Linked DNA regions of Sus scrofa: all the other regions are linked to region 3. A link is a contact called in public HiChIP or PLAC-seq data. All regions are on one chromosome and are shown on one strand. The core of a region is the stretch at or near the end of the contact, and the rest is flanking DNA. Distances in the headings are between cores, read along the strand shown.

Region 1 (3,608 bases), core at 1,098-3,597, 350 kb after region 3:
AGAGATTCTGATTTTGTAGGTCTGGGATGAAACCTAGGTCATTTTTGGAAACTCTCCTGGTGATTCTGATGAGCATTCAAATTTGGAAACCAGCAATGTCAAAAGTATTCCTTTCCCCTTCCCCATCATGTTCCATGAATCTCCTGTATGAGGGAGCTAGTCTTCCTAGTTCCCTCAAATCCCACTAGCCCTAAATTCTAAATCCAGAACAAAGGGAATTCATTTTCTTTATAATAAAAGGAGGAAGCAGCAGCCACTAAGTGCTATGTTCGGCACTCTGCCAAAGAAACCTGGGAATTTGACGCAGCATCTGGCCCTGGGCTGTTGGAAAGCTTTGTGGTTTCTTTTGAGCTTGCTGCCTGGTTTATTTTAGGTGCTGGGTCTGCAGGCTAGTAGGCTGACCTTCCTTGGCTATTCCCCAGGGAACAGACTAACAGTCTCCTGCTGTCTCTGCAGCTACAAGGTACAATTTCCACGGCATTCAGGTAATAGGAGCTGACTGTCAGCAACGGCTGGGATCAGAATTAAACCTGGGGAGACAGCCTTCTGGGGAGAAAATATTCCTGGCATTGAAGATTTACAGGCAATCCTAGCACTGCTACACACAAGCTGTGTGACTTGGGGCTAGTTATTTCCTGTCTCTCAGCCTCAGTTTCCCCAAATATGGATCAGGGGTTGAACTAGGTAGAGGCAGCTTGGAGCAGTGGAAGGAATGAATCCTGTGGCCAGGCTTCATTGCTAACTTGCTTCGTGACCTTGGGCAAGTAAATGAACCTCACTGCAGGTCAATTTTCTCATCTATAAAATGAGTCTATCAGGACTTCTATCACAGGTTGATGTGCCAGTTTAAGGAAATGATACATGCCAAGTGCCTGACTTGAACTCCATTTGAGGTCCAAGACACAGACATATACACTCACACTGAACCAGCAGTCTGAGGAAGTGCGTGGCATATTCACTAGAGAGGGTGTGTTTGAAGGGAGTTAAGGAGAGGGAGACCTCACTCATGAAGGGCAGATGGGGAGGAAGGGAATGACTTCTGGAGGAAGCAGTTTGAGTTGGGATTTTGACAAACACCCAGAAATTGGATAAGCAACTGAAGGAAGAAATTCTGGAATAAAGAAGAAAATTCAGTAAGTCTGGATTGGGAAATTTATGTTTTAATGTCTATCCTCTTACTGCCTAGCTTAGTGGCCTTGCTGATTCTCTGCTTCTTTGTCTATAACATGGGGTTGTGGTGAGAATGCGTATGATGACATGGGAGAAAACACCTTTGTGGTGCCTGGAACATGGTAGGTGCTCAAGAGATGGATGGATGGATGAATGCGTGGATGGGTGGATGGGTGGATGGACAGATTTCAAATGAAGTAGAGAGAGAACCTCCAAGCACTTTTATAGGTAAGTGAGTGTATTCATAGCACTCAGCGATTTCCTGAGGATTCATGGAACCCCAAGCTGCTTCTGGGAGAAAAGGTGTTCCCTGGCCATTTAAATTTTGGAATGGCAGTGTGAGACATTCCTCTCTTGAGGATTTTCTATCAGTTTCAACACAATAATTCTGCAAAGTCTTTTCTAACTTTATTTACACCCAGTAGTTCCCAGACTTGGTTGACTTCTAAATCAATTTTCCACATTAAGCCTATTAACCTCCCACTGAATTTGCAGGGGTTTCTCTGGTGTGAAGTAAGGGGATGGTGGTGAGAAATTTGGAAAAAATTACTTGGGCTGTGCTTTGTGTTTCCACTGTAGCCAACTTTAGGAACAATCTGTGCAGGGGTATAAGGAGTGCAGCCCAAGGAGCAAGCACATGTTCTTGGAAGCAGAGAGACCTGTGCTTGAATGCAGTCCCTCCACTACTGAGTCATGGTGCCATGGGCCAGTTCCTTAATCTTCCTTTACCTCCAGTTCCTGATCTATAAATTCACAGCACTCACCTCCTAAGATCACTGTGAGAATCAAACAAGCTAACATACCTGTAGAGGTTAGTGTTGTGCCTGACACAGAGTAAGCACTCAGTAAACAGAAGATGCTTTTGTTATGATTATGCTACCATCCAAATATCCTCTATCAATTACTTTGCAACATCCAACATTACTCAGACATTGAGCCCTGTGAGTAGGGATCTAATTGCTTTTCCTCTTCTGTGGGGGTGGAGGGATCAGCCTAGAACCCCGTCGCAAGAAGTGAGGGAGGCCATTTCAAAGTGGCGGGGGCGGGGGGGTCTGTTCTGTTCTTTTTCTGAATACAGAGCAAAGGAAGGAGGTTTTTTCAGAAGTAGGGCTTGTGCTCCCCAACCGATCTGGGCTGACAGTATCAACCCTCACAGGCTGGCAGCTGGCCTCCAGGAGATGGAGAATCTGCTTAGTCATTTCTCAGCAGCGAGAGAAATCAGCTTGGAAAAGAAGCCAAATATACCCCTGAGAGGCCTGCCAAGTGCCTCCTAAAAAGAGGAAACAAGAGGCGGCACAGAACTCTGAGCACCAGGATCTGATCAGAGCCATGGGGCAGAGACAGCTGGTTTCCAGGGTCAGAGACCCACGCCCCGTTCAAGTGCCACCACCATGAGCTGACAGAGGCTGGCTTGAGTTCACCCCTGGCCATGAAATCCAAGTCCCTCGCTCCCCTCCCTTTGTTGAAGAATATTGGCCGTGGGCAGCAGGGGTCCTATAGTCAGTTTCTCTTCATTGGCTCATCCATTAATTCAATGAGCGTTTACTGAATACTTACTATACATGCCATTGGGAACACAGTTGTATAAAAGACAAAAAAATGTTCCTGCATTTATAGAGTTAACATTATAGTGGAGACAGGCAGAAAATACACAAGTAAGCAAGTAAAATAATTCCAGAGTGTTACATGCTTTGTGGAGAAACTATAAGAGAGATGAATGAACTAGGATCTGGAAAAGAATAGTGGTAGGCCCTCAGCCCCCTCAAACAAGAGACATTTGAGCCAAGACCCCAGTGGAGCAAGGGGAAGAGCCAGAGATAATGTGGAAGGAAAGGTCCCCAAGCAGAAGGCAGAGGGAGCACCATGACGCCGGGACAGAAACGAGCCCAGTGTGCTGACGAACAGCCAGAACGCCTGAAGCCAAGTTGGAAAGTAGACAAGAGAGCAGGAGAGGGTTAGAAACAAGGTCAGAAATCTCTGCAGAGGAAGGCAAGGAGTGTGACTTTATCACAAATGTGGTAAGAAGTCACTGGAAGATTTTTAACAGAGGAAAGGATGAAGAGCTCACCCTAACTGTTGTATGAAAACTGGATGACCAGAGGGCAAGAGTGGCATCTGAGAGAGTAGTTGGTCCATCTAGGTGAAAGGTGGCTAGTACTGAGGTGTCAGCAGGTAGAGGGGGAGCTTTGGGGTATATGTTGATGGTAGAGTAGTGACAGGGCCTGCTGGTCAGTGGGATGCAGGCTATGTCTGAAAGTGAGGTTGATTAAGGGGGACTTCCAGAATAGCTGCTTCTTACTGAGATGTGAAAGGCTGCAGGAGGATGTTTGGGAACAGAAGATACCATAATGCTTTGCATGGGCGTGGGAGGTTCAAGGTGTCTACTGGACTTCCAAGTGGAAGAGTTCAGTCTGCAATTGCATGTGTTTGGAGCCCAT
Region 2 (3,969 bases), core at 1,313-3,812, 280 kb after region 3:
AAGGATTGGTGAACTTGAAGATAGGTCAATGAAAATTAAATGAATTTAAACATAAGGCAAAAAGGAGTTAAAAACAGGGAAATGAAAACAAAAATAGAACAGAGCATCCTAGAGCTATGGGACAATAAAAGCTAATGGTTGGAAATGTAGTGGTTACATAAACCTGACAGATCCTAGGGTTTTTAGTTCCACCCATCTCTGTTTATCCCCTTGTCTATTACACAGAATTAACTTAAAATCCACTCAGAAACTCAACCTCTTTCAAGACATATTTTTGGCTGGCAAATTATAATATTCTAATATAGAACTTGTCTTCACAGTAATTAAAATGATGTTCTCATGGTTTAGGGACCATTAAAATAGGCTTTCCAGATAAAATACAGAACTCCTCATTCAATGCGGTTTTTTTTTTTTTCATTCTATTTCCCCAATACAATTTTTTTTCTACTGTACAGCATGGTGACCCAGTTACACATACATGTACACATTCTGTTTTCTCACATTACCATGCTCCAACATAAGTGACTAGACATAGTTCCCAGTGCTACACAGCAGGATCTCATTGCTAATCCGTTCCAGAGGCAATAGTTTGCATCTATTAGATGTTTAGTATAAGGAGAGTCTTGTGCAATATTTAGGACATACTTAGACTGAAAACTAATTCACTGTTTATCTAAAATCCAAATTGAACTGGGCATCATATTTTCATTTGCTAAATCTGGCACCTCTATATTAAAAGCCACCCTGTAACCCACTCCTCAACAGTGTCTCCTTTCTGACCATCCACATTGCCCGTATCTAATAAAGCCTTGTCGTAGATTGGTTTATCAGGTCTAGCAGGTATTAGCCTAAAGTAATGAGTACTTGACGAAGCATGGGACACACGACAGAGGAGCTGTGAGGAGAAAACCTGCTACAGAGGAAGGAGACCAGATTAAGAATCAGAATACCCTCTTCTGGAACCAGCTCTGCCTCTTACTAGCTGGCCTTGTCACTGAACCCCTGTGCTTAGCTTCTTAGTGTATAAAATGGAGATGCCATTCCCGACCCAGGTCCTTCCTGTGTTCTCAGATGAACCTCAGCACAGCTTTCTGTGGGCCCTTATTTGAAAACTATATAGGATGACGGAAGAAAGGGCCTCCAGTGGCCTTTGCAGAGTTCTTGCCCCTCAGCGGCCTTAGCAGTACCTGCTGCCATTAGTCTTGCCCACTTTCCCTCCTCACAAGCCAGCACTTCAAATCTTTATCGGTCAATAGCATTTATTTTTGGACTTTGCCAGCGCAGGCACGCCAGGCGCAGTCAGGTCCCCTTACATAAGTGTGGCAGAGCTGGCCCAGTCAGTCTTCAGAGAGGTAACTGCCAAGGGGAGCTGACAGTGATACGAGACCCTGTCCTCTGAGTCTGCCCTGATGCCAGCCGGGTGAGGTAAGCTCCTGTTGGGGGCACACTTCACCTGCTGGCTTCTGGCCTCTCCCTGGCGACCATCAGCTCCCAGCAGGCTGGCTAGGGTGTGAGAAACAAAACAGTTGTGTTTTATGTGGCTCCTGGCTAGTAAGTAGTGGCCTGTATTCCATACATCAACATGAGGACAGGCAGTGAGCTGGCTCCAGTCTGGAACGTGTATTCCCAAGTCGGTCGTCCAGTGCTGCTCTAGCCATCTCTTTGGACTCTGTGACCCTCGACCCTGGGCCCTGCCTTCTGGATCCAACATTCAGTTGCCCCTTCTTAGATGCCCATGAACCTAAATGACCCACTTCTCCCCTGCTATCACTCCCCCACCAACACAAGTGGCAGTTTCCAGATTGAGGAGAAATAGGCTTCATTTTCCTCTGAATCTAAGAAATAAAACTTGCATGAGCAGAGGCAAGCCACCCTAGGTGCAAGCTCTCTGTAGTCCATAGGAAGGAATGTGCTGCAGTGATAGTTAAAGAGATTTGAAAGATAGACCACAGAAAAATCTTATAGCCCTCTGGCTGTGGCCACATGCCTCTGAGGGAGGTTGTGGAAGCCTGTGTCCTCATGACCCAGAAGAAAAGGAAATGCGACTGCCCAGTAGGAAGCTCCTGAGGAGAGGACGTTTGTGATTCTTTGAATCACCATGAAAATAAGCCAGTGCTTGTCTGAGTGTCTGCTAGGAACACACGGCATCCACATTGCTAAACACAGCAGGTGTTCTCACCCAACTCTGGTGACTGGAAAAACAGCGGGCTTCAAACTCCTCCGACCACTCAACAGGCAAGCCAGGCCCAGGCCTGGTGCCCATCCCCCATGACCCAGTGACTCATGCTGCACTGCTGCCCTTCTGTGGCTCCCATGCTGACTCGGAGCTCTGCAGGCTTGAGAACCCAGGCAGTCACTAGCCAGCAGCACACTCTCACACGCAGGGCCCATCTGAATTCCATCTTGAAAGACCAGTCGAGGGAGGAGAGAAGGAGAGGGGCCCCCGAGGGAAGGGGTGGACAGAAAGACCCCACACTGGGGAGCGGCCTCCCTGGCTTCCCTCAGAGCTCCAGCACCAAGGTCTGGCCTGGGGCCCACCATCCTGGCTCCCTCAGACATGGCTGCTCTCCGTCCCTCCAGACCAGATCTTGTTTCACTAGACTTGGAACTCCCCAAGCCCTTTCCTGCTGTGAACTGATTTATTTGGATGCATCTGTCAGAGCGTGACGGAAGGGTGTCTGGACGGCCAGGAGCACAGCTGTGGCAGATGTGCCTCCAAGCAGGGCCCCTTCCCCTCCGTCCCCTGCTCCCCTAGCCTGGGAAAGGCTGGGGGAGGTTGAGGACATCTGTACAGCCCATGAGAACCAGGAAAGGCAGCAGGGTATCCTGGGGTCTAGGACAGGATGGAAGAGGCTAGTATTCCAGGGTGGCAAGTGCCAGGACATGGGGTTCTAACTTATTTTGCCATCAGTGAGGTCTGTGGTTGTGAGTGGGTCCATGGGCCTTTCAGTGTCCATTCCCTAAGTTCCTTTAGAGTTTTTCAGCCCCACAGGACCAAGCAAGCAGCTCTTTTCCTTGTTTACACCACATCTGGCCCTCCTCTAATAAAGCCCCAATCAATGCTCTCTAGAAAAAAAAAAAAAAGCATAAAATAAATTTTGCCAATACAAAGCACAAAATTTACAAATACTAATAAAACGCAAAATATTATTTTTTTGTCTTTTTAGGGCCACACCCCCAGGCTAGGGGTCTAATTGGAGCTACAGCTGCCAGACTACACAACAGCTCACAGCAACTCCGGATCCTTAACCCACTGGGAGAGGCCAGGGATGGAACCTGCATCCTCATGGATACTAGTCTGGTTTGTTATTGCTAAGCAGCAACTGAGAACTCCCCACAATATTCTTTTTTGTAAATCCATCTAGCCAATTGATTCTACAAGAAAGTGTTCAGAGTTCAGCTACCTAACCCTTGTATCTGTGGCGAGCCTATGGCTACACACAAGCATGAATTATCAGAAGGTTCTGTTTAACAATCAGCTTGGAAAACCCCTGAAAATTTAATGAGTGGCTGTTGGAACCTAGTAGGAGCTGACCCCACTCTGCACATCAGGCCTCTGAGCCCAGGGCCTGTGGTCGGCTGTATCTCAAGTACCCACCCCAGCCTAGCCCACAGTCATCACAGTTCAGCCTGCAGGCTGCTCCCTGAATTGAACCTGCTCTCCTTAATTTACCCAGAGAAGAAAGCCAAGTAAGTGGGGTCTGATAAAGTAGAACAGGTGTCCTAAGGGAGTGTGGCCAAGGATGAGTGGTAGCAGGTGGTGAGTAGCCAGAAGGACTCTAGTCGGGGTAAGCCAGAGACCAGAGAGAAGTGATCAGCATGGAATGAGGAGGGCAGAGGACAGGGAGGGTGTTGCTGGCGGGAGGCACAGCACAGCTAAAGGCATGGTACACATATCTGCCTTCCCTAGCACCCAGACCACTTAGGATGCTCCCACTCAACAAATATCGTCTGCTAGGCTCTAAGCAC
Region 3 (3,972 bases), core at 754-3,253:
TTCCACAGTGTACGAGTTCTAATGTCCAACACACATTCCAAAGTGTTCTTCTTTGCTCAGAGTAGAGTGGGTCTACTCACATTTATGGTGCTTTGCAGAAGATGGTATTACTGAGGGACAGAAGGCAGAATGTATGACTTAGGGTTTACAATGGTCTTCTCAAAACTTTGATTCCATAAATAGCTCTAATTCTAGAAAGGAACTAAAGACTCTTAGTTTGAAAGCCACAAGAGGGCACTAGACTACTACATGGACCTAGTTCTACTTACCCAAAGTATAAAGCAAGGGTCAGTATTGACATTACACTGACTGACAATTGTGGACAGCTGTATCATGTGTATGTTCTAAGCCTGTGTCTTAGACACAATATGCAATCATGGATGATGTACAGAGAAATTGGTTATGAAACAAGTATTCCAATGCTAGGCTTGGGTTATGCTAAATGTGGTGGAATATGTGCGCAATTTGATAAAAATGTTTAAAAGTAAGTGAGGTTTACCCCCAAAGTTCTGAGAATAAATAAGGAGATTATTTAGGCTGTGAGTTCTGAAAACAACATGGGTAATGTGAATGTCAGGAGCAAACAGCAGGAGTTAGACAAATAGGAGACTTCTGTGTGTACTTTTGAAAAGCCTGACATCTGACAAGGTTCATGTTTAGACCTGAGATTTCTCCAGACTGAGATTTACTGGGCAGCACCCAGGGTATTGTCTCTGCTCCTGAAGGGCTCTGAACTTCACAAGTTTTCAGGAAAATTCATCGTAGGCTAAAGGTACACTGAAAAACCTCTCACCAATTCAGAATGGGTCTACATAATACCATCACATCATTTGCAAAAGACAAAAATACAGTCAATTAAGTTGTAAGTTTGTCTGAGTAACATCAACCAACAGATTGTGTCTGTGGAGAAGTGTCTACAAATGCCAAAGTAGTCAACCAAGTTAACTCAGCCAAATGTGGATCAACACAGGGAAAATAACCAATCAAGGAGGTTGCTCAGAATCATGGAAATCAAACCCTAGACTTAGAGGCCTGAGTTTCTGACTTTTCAACAATTACGTTGAATATTGTGTGGAAAATGATTCCTTTTGTATCATAATTATGTATGAGATGTACTTATCCATAAAAAATAACTAAAATAGGTAGATATAGATATATGATAGGTAGATGGTAGATAGATAGACAGACAGACAGACAAACAGGGAGAAAATAGCTCAGATTATTTCACAGAAATGAATTACTTGATTGGGTAAAGCTGAACTTCTTGCTACAGGAGGAAAGAAGGAGAGGGTCATATTTCTGAGACAGGGTTTAGCTCTTTGGAAGCAGCAAACACCTGCAAGAGCAATTAATCCCTATGAAAGAAGTCTCTAGCTGTAGAACTGATTTTGACAGAGCCAGTTGAAATAATTAAGAAGGATTCTCCCCTTCTGCTCATCTCTTGTTAATTTACCTACATTCAGAGTTCTGGATGCATAACTTCCACTTTTTACCACATCAGAACTTTTGTGATTTTGATCCTCTTCCTTCCATTGTCCTTCTAACATTTGGCTCAGGCTCCGTGGCTCTTTACTCCATCGTGGGCCAATGGAAACTCTCACTTTTTGCTTCCTAGTTTCATCTCATCTTTCCTCCCAGGAATCTTGCTTTTCCTGGAATTGATCCATCTAAATCATTGCTCCATTTTTAGGTCCTTTTTAATGTCAGGTATATTGAGTCTGTTGAAGTTACCTTGGCTATTTGACTTGGCTTTGATCAACTTTCTTGCTTGGCTTCTATCTTTTAAGTCATATTTCTTCTTGTGATTTTTATATTTTACTAAGCTCTGGACATCAATTTCTATACATTCCCTGTTCCTTGATTCTTTTGTTAGATTAACATGGCAATTGGACTTCTATCTTGGATCTTTCAGTTGTATTTTCAGAGCCCTACCTTTAACAGGTAAACTCACCACGAACTGATGGTGGCCGTACTCTTGCAAGGCTCTGCTCCCAATGCAGACCTCATATTCTGGCATACTCCCCAGCACTACAGGGGAGGTGAGTTCAGAATGAATTGCCGCAGGACCTTCTCTCTGCATTTTTTCCTTATGGTGGGACTTTGAAGCTGCCTTTCTGGCCTGTCTTCCTTGTCACCAAACACACATTTTTTAAAATTAGGAAATGAAAATGATAGTTCTAATCCAAGCCAGGAGTTCGTCTAGTGTGCTCCAGGAAAAGGATGATTAATGGAGCTAATTCTTTATGCCTGAGCCAGGGGGTGGCAGCTCATAGGGAATAACTAAGATGTGCCAACCAAGCCATAGCCTCAGATCAGGTGAACTGCCTGGCCTTCGGCCTACTGGAGGCCCTTAAAGTTAGCTGGTGGCCCTGGCAGAAGTGTGCCCCAATAAGGGCTGGGTGGCACACATGGCCCAAAGGAACATGGCAATTTTCCGATTTTTGTGGTTTATATGAGAACCAACCTGGTCAACCCTGGCTTACAGCAGCTGGAATATCCAGACTGGTCATCCAGACCACCTAAATTATATGGATAATGGCAAAAGTTTCCTTTTGCTGAATGTCACTCATTTCATTTCCTAATTTTAAAAATTGTGTGTTTGAATGTGGACTCATTCCAAAGTCTTCTTTGGGTTTGTGCTCCTATGTGTAATAGTCCTTCACTAGAAGGGGGAAAAAATAAAAGAAAGAAAAATGTTGGGAATTTGAGTCCCGCTTTGTCAAAAGCTCAGAACTGAGAGAGGGAAAATTCTGTATGATCTTGGCTAAGCAGTGGTTTTCCACTTCCCTCAATGTTGCAATTAACCCAATTGTATGAAATACTTTTTAAAGGGGACATTCATACACCTGAGGTTTGGTTTGCCAAAGACTATAGCATTAGCCCTCAGTTCACTCTGGTTAATGGCAGGTGGTACCTAAGAATTTATGGGCTCCGTCGGTGATGATAATCACCCTTTCTCCACCTCTGCTTGCCAAACTCTTACACGCTCTTTCCAACCCAAATGCTATTTCATCTATGAGACCTCACCTGGATCCTCTTTTACCTCTTTCCCCCCTAGAATTTGGTGTGGCTTTCTTTGCTTAAACCATTAAGTCTTTTTTTTTTTTTCACCATTTAAGTTTACTTATTTTCCTTTGCTAAAAAAATTGTCTTCACTGTGACCTCTGCAAAAATAAATAAAATAAAAAGAAAGTGGCAAAAATAAAACTGGCCCTTTACTCTCTCCCTTCAGAAGAGATAACATTAGTTCTAATTTATCACAAAGAAATTGAGTGAGGGCATCCAAGCAATGATATTAAGATTTGAATGATATGAGTATTGCAACTCCTGCTTTTCCATCTTGTCCATTGGCATGAAATATCTTTTCCCATCCTCTCACTTTCAATCTATATGTGTCCTTTGCCCTAAGGTGATTTTCTTGTAGACAGATTGAAGGTGTAGCACTGGGAACAACGTCTAGTCACATATGACAGAGCATGATAATGTGAGAAAAAGAATATATACATGTATGTGTAACTGTGTCACCATTATGTGTAGTAGAAAAAAAATATATTGGGGAGATAACAATTTAAAAAAAAAGATTACAATGACACCCTAAAAATAAAACCAACTGTGATTGTTTTACAAGGCATGATCTCATTTGATTCCTACATGAGGCTCTTCCCTCTTTGGTAAAATGGAGATTGTAATGATTAGCCCTGGAAACGTAAAATCACTCAGCATATAAATGGAGAGATTGGAATCAGACCTGGATTTCATCTGTTCCTTTCTCTCCACCATGTTGCGTCCTAGTTACCCCAGCATCCTTAGAGACAAAGGTCTGGAGGAAGCACAAAGGGACTTCTATTTTCATCTTTCAGTTCTAGCAAGATGAGGATCAGCAGGCAGACAGACACCCTTGGGAATAATGGCCCTGCACTCTCAATTGGGCCCCCTCCCCCTACCTTTATCCCCACTCAATGTGACCTCGGC

What was found. HiChIP or PLAC-seq counts read pairs in DNA pulled down with a chosen protein or histone mark.
Region 1: an H3K27ac HiChIP or PLAC-seq map of skeletal muscle shows a contact between it and region 3, with 11 times the contacts expected there. The contact joins two enhancer-like sites. A contact is called at or near these places in 5 of 47 Hi-C or Micro-C datasets (embryonic fibroblasts, fibroblasts and skeletal muscle) and 1 of 2 datasets of contacts at active chromatin or transcription factors (skeletal muscle).
Region 2: a contact with region 3 is called in an H3K27ac HiChIP or PLAC-seq map of skeletal muscle, with 11 times the contacts expected there. The contact joins two enhancer-like sites. A contact is called at or near these places in 3 of 47 Hi-C or Micro-C datasets (embryonic fibroblasts and skeletal muscle) and 1 of 2 datasets of contacts at active chromatin or transcription factors (skeletal muscle).

The regions. Positions count from the first base shown.
Region 1 is chr15:119,004,605-119,008,212 of Sscrofa11.1, reverse strand. No RefSeq gene overlaps it. Among named protein-coding and RNA genes, the nearest start is that of TNP1, 32 kb to the left of the region's middle. Within about 2 kb of position 2,347, at least 16 of the 83 cell types and tissues checked have an H3K27ac peak or open chromatin away from gene starts, as enhancers often do. A contact at or near this core is called in skeletal muscle, where this site is marked.
Region 2 is chr15:119,068,139-119,072,107 of Sscrofa11.1, reverse strand. No RefSeq gene overlaps it. Among named protein-coding and RNA genes, the nearest start is that of TNP1, 32 kb to the right of the region's middle. Within about 2 kb of position 2,562, at least 9 of the 83 cell types and tissues checked have an H3K27ac peak or open chromatin away from gene starts, as enhancers often do. A contact at or near this core is called in skeletal muscle, where this site is marked.
Region 3 is chr15:119,350,567-119,354,538 of Sscrofa11.1, reverse strand. No RefSeq gene overlaps it. Among named protein-coding and RNA genes, the nearest start is that of TNP1, 310 kb to the right of the region's middle. Within about 2 kb of position 2,003, at least 3 of the 83 cell types and tissues checked have an H3K27ac peak or open chromatin away from gene starts, as enhancers often do. A contact at or near this core is called in skeletal muscle, where this site is marked.